Regions from separate parts of the Mus musculus genome. Here all the other regions are linked to region 1. A link is a contact called in public HiChIP or PLAC-seq and Micro-C data. All regions are on one chromosome and are shown on one strand. Each heading gives the region's core, a stretch centred on a gene start, on an enhancer-like site or on the middle of the called end of the contact. The rest is flanking DNA. Distances are from core to core; before and after follow the strand shown.

The links. A called contact is a pair of places that touch in the nucleus more often than the background predicts. HiChIP or PLAC-seq counts read pairs in DNA pulled down with a chosen protein or histone mark.
Region 2: a contact with region 1 is called in a Micro-C map of embryonic stem cells, with 2.4 times the contacts expected there. The contact joins the promoter of Ica1l here to the promoter of Bmpr2 in region 1. A contact is called at or near these places in 1 of 39 promoter capture datasets (embryonic stem cells), 2 of 484 Hi-C or Micro-C datasets (both in embryonic stem cells), 5 of 115 datasets of contacts at active chromatin or transcription factors (the SCID.adh cell line, embryonic stem cells and epiblast stem cells) and 4 of 9 other capture datasets (adipose tissue, embryonic stem cells, liver and 1 more).
Region 3: an H3K27ac HiChIP or PLAC-seq map of embryonic stem cells shows a contact between it and region 1, with 14 read pairs. The contact joins the enhancer-like site here to the promoter of Bmpr2 in region 1. A contact is called at or near these places in 1 of 15 datasets of contacts at CTCF or cohesin (the NIH/3T3 cell line), 4 of 115 datasets of contacts at active chromatin or transcription factors (the SCID.adh cell line, bone marrow-derived macrophages, embryonic stem cells and 1 more) and 1 of 9 other capture datasets (pancreatic islet).

What each region holds. Positions count from the first base shown.
Region 1 is chr1:59,762,427-59,765,551 of GRCm38.p6, forward strand. Bmpr2 (bone morphogenetic protein receptor, type II (serine/threonine kinase)) reads left to right here and starts at 1,853. Exons shown (of 13, transcript NM_007561.4): 1 at 1,853-2,302. The coding sequence starts at 2,227.
Region 2 is chr1:60,041,495-60,044,724 of GRCm38.p6, forward strand. It overlaps Ica1l (islet cell autoantigen 1-like), which reads right to left and starts at 1,628. Exons shown (of 11, transcript NM_027407.4): 1 at 1,303-1,628.
Region 3 is chr1:60,075,228-60,078,578 of GRCm38.p6, forward strand. Wdr12 (WD repeat domain 12) reads right to left here. Exons shown (of 13, transcript NM_021312.5): 13 at 1,641-3,014. The coding sequence ends at 2,937. Among named protein-coding and RNA genes, the nearest start is that of Wdr12, 21 kb to the right of the region's middle. Within about 2 kb of position 1,429, at least 29 of the 459 cell types and tissues checked have an H3K27ac peak or open chromatin away from gene starts, as enhancers often do. A contact at or near this core is called in the SCID.adh cell line and embryonic stem cells, where this site is marked.

The DNA of each region.
Region 1 (3,125 bases), core at 603-3,102:
CCCACGCAAATTTTCCACCTCGCAGTTAAAGAATTAAACCCAGACTTCCGATCATGGCGCCAAGCACGTCATCTTCTCCCCTCTCCCCTAGCAAAAATCCCACCCAAGTCGGCTGACCCTGTAGGGGATCCCTTCCCTATCCTGGTTGCCTGAATCAAGCCAAATTGAGATTTTTTTTTTAAAGAGGTTTAAAGTGGTTAGGAAACTGCAGTGCTGGCGGGACTGTCTCTATTCGATGAGTGAGGAGCTAGGACCACACTCCATACCTAGAAGCAACTACACTGCGTCGCAGTTCTCCTTTAACAGGCCCTGCAAAGACCCTCGGGCCTTTGTGAATAAAACCCTCCCCAGGAGAGGTGCGGGCGGAGCAGGAGACGCGCACGCACAGCAGGCCGGCGTGTGCGATCTTAAGTTTTCTCTCCGGTCTCGCGTGCTCGCAATTGCTCAGCAGCCTTGTCATCCAAGAGGGCCCCGGGGATGGCTGTTCGAGGAAAGCCCGACCCAGACTAGCGCACACACGTCAGCTTCGCGGTCTTCATGACTGAGGCAGGAGGCTTTTGTTTGGGCCGCGACGGGAGGGGGACCCGACGAGGCCCGGGTCTCGGCTCCTGGGAAAGGCGGCTCGGTCGGGATTCTCAGGGAAACCGAGGAGGATGCGCCCGCCGCCACCAACAACGACGGCGTGCCTTCGAGGCTTCTCGCCCACCTTCCCGGGTAGCCTTTAACCTACGTTAAACAAAAGATTGTGGCCGCCCTCCCTTACACGCTTGAACAGATCGCACGGCGTCCACGTGCGGAGCGTTCGCCTGTGTGAGGAAAGGGACCTAGGCTGCCCACCCGCAGCCCACGACAACCCTTCCCTGCACTGGGCGCCCAGGCGAGAGACGCCGCGCGAGGGCCTCACTCTCCAGCAAGCCTGGGAGTGAGGGGCGGGGCCGGGCGGGGCCGCGGGCGCGCAGGCGCAGTGCGGCTCAGTGGCGCCGCCGCCGCCGCCGCCGCCGCCGCCCGCGCTGCACCACAGGCCCGAGACAGACAGGGGTCGGCTGGAGAGCCGGAGACTGAGAGGAGGCGGCGGCGGGGGCGGGGCGACTCCGGTGACCGGGAGCGCCTCAGACTGGCAGCTGCGGCGACTCCCCCCTTTGTGTCTGGTCTGCTTGGAACCGCTGGAGGTGCTTCCCGGAGGGGCTCGGGGTGTTTCGCAAGCTCAGCTGCCCACCCCCTTCCTCGGCCACCTACGTCCGTCTTCCCGCCGCCCCCCGCCCTCGGCCCGCGACGCCCGAGCTCCGCCCGGAGCCCAGAGCTGCGGAGAACGAGGCGGCGGCGGCGGCGGCGGCTTTCTCCAGAGGGGCTGTGATTCGCTCCCGCAAGCCATCGACGGGAGGAGACCCGGTTTTCATGGTGGAATTTACTTCAGGCAAGAGCGAGGGGCTGGAGTAGCCGAGAGCGAGGCCGCGGGCGGAGCGCCCTCGAAGGGCCAGCCCCGCACCTCCCCGCGTGTCGCTCGCCCGGGCTCGCCGCGTCGCCGCGACCCTCCCCTCCCCCGCGCCCCGAGGCCCGGCCTGAGCGACCCTCGCGCGATTGTTCCGAGGAAGCTGTGGACTCGCCCATGGAAGCAGGCACCTTTTTCGACCCAGTCGGTGGGAAGGATTTGTTGATGTCGAAATCCGAGTGAAGGAAGCAACGAAGCGAAACTTTAAAAGGAACCCCACTGTCCTCGGAGTACGGAGCGATGCTACTCCGGCGGCCGGGCGCCGCTGCCTGCCCCGCTTCGCCCTTCCCGGCGGTCGGGAACTTGTTCTGATCCTCAGTGCTCCCATCGAGTCCCCGCCCTCCCCCCCCCCCCCCCCCCGGCACTCTGGATATGTTTTCTCCCAGATCTGGGTATTTTTTTGATATCGTGAAACTACGAGGGAAATAATTGCAGGGGTTTCTTCTGGGCTCCCTGCGTCTTCCCCATGGACATGCCTTCAATTTGGGGAGCCGAGACACCCCGTCCTAGGCGAATGAAGCCCCCCAGCCACGAGGGAGCGAAATGAAGGGAAATTCTGCAGTGGAATGAGAGCTCTACTAGCTAGGTCCTCGCATCTGCCATTTGTCCTTTCAAACTGCATTGTAATCCGGGCAGGATAAATCAGACGAAGAGCAGCCTCCTAGCCGGATTTCTCCGCCCGAATTTACTTTCCAGATTTCTTTTCTTTGCCCTCCTGCTTCTTTGCTGGCCCAGGGATGACTTCCTCGCTGCATCGGCCCTTTCGGGTGCCCTGGCTGCTATGGGCCGTCCTGCTGGTCAGCACTACGGCTGGTGAGTAGCCCTAGGTGGTATGTCCCAGCTCCTACTCCAGTGGGTGGCGAGGGAGAGAGCCTGCAGAGGCCGAGCCCTGTGCTCTCCCCTCGCAACGTGTGCTCTCGGATCCGGGTGGAGGAGCCAGCCAGGGAAATCACCTTCGGTGTTTGCGTGTTGTTTCCCGTCCCTACTCCCGTATTCCCTGACCCCTCCCCCACGGGGGGAAAAAGACATATTGGGTGTGGTATCTTGACATTTTTAGCTGTGAGGTAATGCAAGGATTAAAAATAATATTTTAATCACTAGTGAACTGTCTATTAGATTTTTGGAGATAAAGGTGGTTTTTTTACTTTGATGGAAAGAAGCAGATTTGGTTTACAATAAAAAGAACAACTAGACACACACTTGATTGAACCTTATTTTTACATTTAGATCACTCTTTGGGAATCCACATTACTTTTCGTTATTTAAAAATGTTACCTGAAAAAAAATGTTACCTGATGAATAGAGTAAACGTTGAGGAAGTCACTGTGTGAGAATCTTGATAACAGTGTATACTAACACAGTTGATGTCATCATTAATATTGTTTTGCTCCCAAGAATCTTAACTATTCTCTGTCTCTTTATCCTGGATATTCTTAACTTTGTATCCCTTTGGAATTACTGTTGGGCACAGAAGTGTTTTTGATAACTTTTCTATTAGTCATCTGGCGTCTGTTGGTTTTCCTGTCATTGAGACAATTTTGACCTCACATCAGACTTCGAGGAGATTTGACTCCTGAAAGTTCTTTGACATTTTCCTAACGTGTGAAAGGAAATGCTACTCCCCTTTCCTTTGGCC
Region 2 (3,230 bases), core at 378-2,877, 280 kb after region 1:
ATAAATAATACAGATTTAAAGAAGTTAAAAATAAGATTTTACTCAGTGTATGTACTACAGAAAACCAGAGTTTGTTAGTATAAAACAATGTAGTCTATTATGTTGCACATTTTGATATTTGGTCTTACTTCAGTCATTGGAATAAATTTAATTTTCATGACAAACATCTACAATGAAAATATGGATTTCTGCTTTTCCCATCAGTCTCATGTTTAGTTTTGTTTTTTGAACTGGGATCTCATCACCCTTCTAACTCTAAGATTATAATGATTTCTCTAGGGCTGGAGAGATGGCTCAGTGGTTAAGAGTACTGACTGCTCTTCCAGCGGTCCTGAGTTCAATTCCCAGCAACCACATGGTGGCTACAACCATCTGTAATGGGCATCCGATGCCAACTTCTGATGTGTCTGACGACAGTGACAGTATACCTACATACATGAAATAAATAGATAAATCTTTTTTTAAAGCTTATAATGATTTCTCTAGCAGTTAGGATTGCTGGTAATTAGACAGTGCTTTGCTATTTTTAATACCTACATGTACAACCCATTTCACATTATTAAAATAAGTACAGAAAGTTCAAAGAAAACTGGTAATGTTATGAACTGATAATATAAGATGATTTTTTAACTTTGGTCATATAAAATATATATATATCCACCATTAGGAGATGTTTTCTTGGCCAGTAAATGTATAACTGAAAGATATAATTAATTTCCATTAAAGAATGAGGTACCTGTAGCTGCTAAATATTGATGTATTTACAATATTACTTTACAAAACTTCGCTTAAGCCAGAATCAAATAATCCAATACTTAAATACTTAGAGCCCAAACCGCAGGGAAACATCATCTCCCCACAAACTATTTCAGCGACCCAGAGTTGCTAGCAGGTTGTGTGTTTTGTGCATGAAGATCATACATTATATGGCATCCCCGATTCACACACACTACTGGCAAGCCCACAGCTCACGGGTAGGACGCCAAGCAGGATTGTTTTTCCCGTCTCCATTTTTCTTAGAGCATCAGGTATCGGCTGCCTGCATCATCACCCAGGTGAGGTCAGTGGTCAGAGACACCTGGCCTGCTTTTCCCCAGCCGAATCCGTGCGGTGATGCTGGGGTCCCCACCTGGGAGAGGAGGCTTTGTGCACCGACACCCCCCGCGAGGTGATGCATTCCGACATCACCACGACCCGCAGCTTTGCTTAGGTTCTGTTCTCACCACGTCCATCTCGCAATTGGTCTGTTCTGAAGACATCCCACAACAGGACAATAATAGTAATAAATTAAGCGCGACGTACATAGGCAGCCAGCAGGAAAGCACGCAGGGCTGTGAGCATCTGCCCCGTATCGGGAGCGCCCAGGCCGGCCTCAGGCCGCGGCTTCCTTCCCCTGGAGGGAGCGCAGGAGACGCCCCCGCCGCGGACGGGTCGGGTCCGCCGAGGCCGCCGCCTGAGGCCGGCCCACGGAGAGCGCGCGGCCCGCGCCCCCGCCCGCCGTCGTCATGGGAACCAGGTTTGGCCACCGCCGCCCGCCGCCCTGAGGGAGCGGAGGGCCAGACCCCGGACCCTCACCGCGCCGCCGGAGCCGCGCCGCTCCTCGCCGCTCGGGCCGCGCTGAGCTCTTCCGCGCACCGGCCCAGCCGCCGCCCGCGAGCCCGCGAGCCCGCGCCCGCCGCGCCGGTGCGCCGAGGTGGGGGGCTCGGCGGCGGGAGATTTAAACCCGCGGCCCTGCGCGCGGCGGCTCCGCTCGGCTCCGCTCTGCGCGCCCCGGCGCCTCTCTCCGCCCGCGGAGGCCGCGCGCCCTGGGTGTCGCTTGCTCGTGAGAAGTGACGGGCGCCAGGCCCTGAGTCCCGGACCCTCACTGAGCCGAGGCAGCCGAGGTGGGTGCGTGGAAGACCGGCTTGGCCTTGTCTCCCGGCTCCTGCCTTCCCCTCGCTGCCTCTGCGCCTCAGTTGCCACTTAGTACTCGGGCTCGGCGCGAGGCAAGTGTTCACGCGAGGCGTCACACCCTCATCTTTAAAGGTTTAAAGAGGGACAACTGTTAATAACTGACTTCAAGAGCAAAAGTGGTGTCCGAGCCAAAAAACCCCAAGGGGGGGGGGGTGGGAATGGAAATAAGGCTAATGGAAAATTATTACTGGTAAGGAATAATAAACTCAAAGTGCTTTCCTTTTCAAGTTTTAACGTCCAAGTTCAACTTTCCTAAAGGTTTACAACATACGAATTAATTGTATATATGACATATATAGGCTGATAACGACCCCCCCCTTTAACTCTTAGGATAACCATCTGAGGGGTCATGGAGAACTACACGAAGTAAGGGGTCCAAACAGAATATTAATTACAAAGTAGTATGTAAAGTTTTTAAGTTTTAGACTAGAAAAAGAGCTACTTCTTCTATAAAGGGCTGATTTGAACTATAACTTTTAAGATAAATTTAAATTCTTACAACAGCTATTTTGGATTTCAAATAATGGGCAAATACTTGAAATTGTATGCAATATTGGGACATTTTCCCCTCTAGGAAAGTGTCAAATAGCTCCTCTTGCTCCTCAAAGTCCAAATCCTTGGAGGAATATGAATTAGCAGGAAGCAGATATGATTGGTCAACTATAGTTCTCCGGATCTTCCTTGTGTCACACTGAGATGGGTCAGTGGGGCCGCAGCTCTTTCTAAGGCTCCAGAGAGGAGCCCAGGCAAGGAGCGAGTGGTAGTCACAGCTATTGAATGAGTCCAGCTGTCAGCGAAGCAACAGGTGAGCAAAATGAAAAAGACTAAAGATGGGCAAAAACTTTGTGTGGAGGACCACAGTACAACCATGGCAAGAGTGAACTGCAGTCTGGACTGCTGACCTTGAATTAAAGGCCTCTGTAATCGAAGCTGGAAAGCTCCTGACAGGTAGCCGCAGCAGCTCCTGCAGGAGTATCTCTACCTCCCAATAGCCAGAAACCTGACAGAAACTTCTGGGTGCCCCATAACCACTTCAGAACCTACTGCCCTTCCTGACAGGGCTAGAAAGCAACCCACTGACCTGGCTGAGAATGTGTTAGATGGATCACTGCTAGTCCCCTTCAGCTCCAGGTTTTTTTATTTATTTAATTTTTAAAAAGGATTTATTAAAATAAATAAGTACAGTGTAGCTCTCCTCAGAAACACCAGAAGAGGACATCAGATCTCATTACAGATGGCTGTCACCCAGCATGTGGTTGCTGGGATTTGAACTCAGG
Region 3 (3,351 bases), core at 179-2,678, 310 kb after region 1:
CACTACCCAGTGAGTGCATATATTACCCATAGTTGCCTTTCAATAAATGAGACAGGAGACTTGAACCTTGAGCAGATAGCCTGTGTTGTCTCCATTCTTCAAGTCCCTTGCTCCTCAGTCCCCACTCTTTCTCTTGCAGACCCTATTGACTGACCCACGGACTGGGTCACACATCATATTAAACAGTCATTCTTTCCCTAGAGCCTGGAAGGCATAGATATATGGCTATGCATAGTTGTTAAGTTCCAAATGGAATTCTAAGAGGGTATTTTCTGTATTCTACATAAAATATAAATTTTAAATGCCTTGCTTCCACTGGGTCTTCTCCAGGTAAAGCAAGGTTTTCTTTTCGTATTTTCCACGATAAAATATTATTGCTTCTAGGAATCTAAAGGTGGCTTCAGAGGAAGTAAAATTTCCTGGTGTATGAAGTATTATGTACACTTATGTTCTAACGGTATTCAAGCTATTTAGATTTTTCTGTGCCTCTCCCTCAGTTGGAAACAACCTGCCCCCTCTTTCACCTGTCCAAATGTGGTTCAGCTGCCTCTCAACATGAGATCCTTGACAGCTGACTTCCTTCCCACCGCTGTTTACAGCCTTTTTACTACCTCGTCTTCCTTTCTCTGCACTGGGACACCAGTGAGGCTAACTTCTAATGTCTGCCTCTCACTTTGTGCCTTTTCCCTAACAACATTCTGGAGTTGAATAATTCAGTTTTTCCCTTTAATTGACTTAATTAGGTATATTCAGCCTAAATTTGTGTGTGTGAGCACACCTATTTAACACAAGGCCTCAAACATGTTAACTAATGATATCTATCACTAAGTTATCCTCCACTGCCTAAGCCTAATTTTAAATTGAGGAGTTTTATTATAAACACTAATAACAGATATTGGTTAGGTAGGAGATCCAGTCTCGATGTATTACAGACTCCATTCCTATGAGACAGCATAAATAATCCCTATACTCCAATTTATCCCAGCGATAGGTGAGCAGGTCCAGGTGAACCTCAGAAACAAACTTGTAAAGCCTGTTTCTGCTAGAAGGAAAGGGACCATGGAGAGGAAGACAACGCTTGAAGAAAAAGAAAAGCATGTTAAAAGATGGCTAGATCCTTTAGTCTTGTGTTGGCCTCTTACTTTCCTGGTTAGGGACTAAGTTCTAAGCACTTAAATAGCCCGAAGGAGAAAAGTTTGGCAGATTAAGAGGCTTAGATACAATCCTCGTCAATGATACCTGGCCCCTGGCTTTTCGGGCTTCCCTGTTGAAATGGCCTGAACAGAAATAAGGTTGCCATGGAACCAGGATTGAGATTAAGACTAGGTAAAGGGCCAGTTTCAGATGCCACACCCTTTCTTCCATTTGTCTTTGATACATGGGCCTCCTCACCTTTGTTCTTCGGAATGCTTGAATGCCGTATGCGTACCATTTGTGTCTGGTGCCCAGGAGGCCAAATGTCTGAATCCCAGGAAATGGAGTTTCAGACGGCTGTGAGCTGCCAAATGGATGCAGGAAATGGAATCCAGGTCCTTTGCAGGAGCAGCAAGTGCTCTGAACTGCTGAGCTGCCCCTCCAACCCAGCCTTTTTACCTTAATCTTACTCATTACGTACTGCATTATCAGCCTAGACAGTTAAGTCAGGAAAGACTATTTTTTTTTTTTATTGCGTTTGAGTCAGGGTCTCTCTGTTTATCCCTGGCTGTCCTGAAACTCACCAGGCTATCCTTGAACCCACAGACATCCACCTGCTTCCCAGGTGCTGGCATTAAAGATGTGAACCATCACTGCCCTGCTGCTCAATGAATGGACAAATTAACATCTACATTGTTTTAATGCTCTGAACACTCAACAGTCTTATTTTCTTATACACACTACCTTTTAGTGTGTGGTGTTTTGTTGTTGTTGTTTTTTACTATTTGCTTTTAATGTTAGATGACTGTTTTCCCCATACTTTTATAAACTTCTTTTTTCTTTAAATTTATTTACAGGTTAGTTGTATGCATGCCACAGTATGTGTGCATGTGTGTGGGGAAAAGGACAGCTTGCAGGAGTTCAGACCTGAGAACTGAACTCACGCTATCAGAATTGGCAGCAAGCATCTTTAGTCACTGAGCCATTTTGATGACCCTCCTATAAGTTTTCATTTTCTTTATTTGAGACCGAGTCTCATCCTGCTCCTGACTTGAACTAGTTATGAAGCCAATCCTACTCAAGTCCCAAGCCTTTTGCTTCTACTTCTTAAATGCTAGGGTTATAAGTGTGTGCTATGATGCCTGGCTCCTATAGCATTATTAGTCTTTTCTAGATGTTTCTCTTCAAATAGCTAACTAAAAAGTCAAACTAAAACAAAACAAAAAGACAAAAAAAAACAAATTTACTACATTTGTACTATATCCCTTTAAAAAGTATACTTTCTGAAATTCAAGTTTTAGGAGTCTACATAGGGTAAAATGTAGACAGAATTCAGACCACATACTTACTGTATTTTATAAGCACGAAGGACAAAGACAGTAAAATGTTGCTATTATGAAAGATGAACTGTTATCCAAATTTTAAAAGGCTGCTTCCTGTCTCTGCATTGACAATGATATCAGAGGATTATCCATTGATTTCTTTCTTATGGAGACAGAGACTCAGGGAACCATGGCTGGCTGCCTTTAAGCTCACTATACAGCAGAGGGTGACCTTGAATTTCTGATGCTCTTGCTTCCAACCTCTAGGACTGGGATTACAGGAATGTGCTACCATGCCCATTTTTCTTTGGGCAGTGCTGGAGATAGCATGCAGGGCTGTGCACATTTTAGGCAAGCATTCTACCAGCTGAGCTGTACTATAAGTCCTCTCTCAAATTTGATTCAGTTTATGAAATAACAGTGAGACACTAAGAATTAAGACAAGACCCAACAAGGAAGTCTCTTCTCAGCCATTCATTTTCAAGCCCCCACATGGGAAGTGGTAGGGGAATAGCTGTAGGAATACAATTTATTGTCTGCTCCTCCACTCAGAAGTAGCTGTGAGAAAAGAAACAAGAAAGTAAATATAAATATACAGTAGTCAGATACGATTAAACATGACTGAGTTTTTGTTTTGTTTTGTTTTTGAAGACAGTTTCTCTTTGTAGCCTTCATTGTTCTGGAACTCACTCTGTAGACTGGGCTGGCTTCATGCTCTGAGATCTGTCATCCTCTGCTTCCCTAGTGCTCGGATTAAAGGCTTGCACAACCACGCCTGTCGAGACCTTCTTCACAGGAACATGTATATCCTATATACAGACCATTCCTGGCTTCTTTCCCTACTTTCACATATATATATATATGTGTGTGTGTGTGTGTGTGTGTGTATAAATAA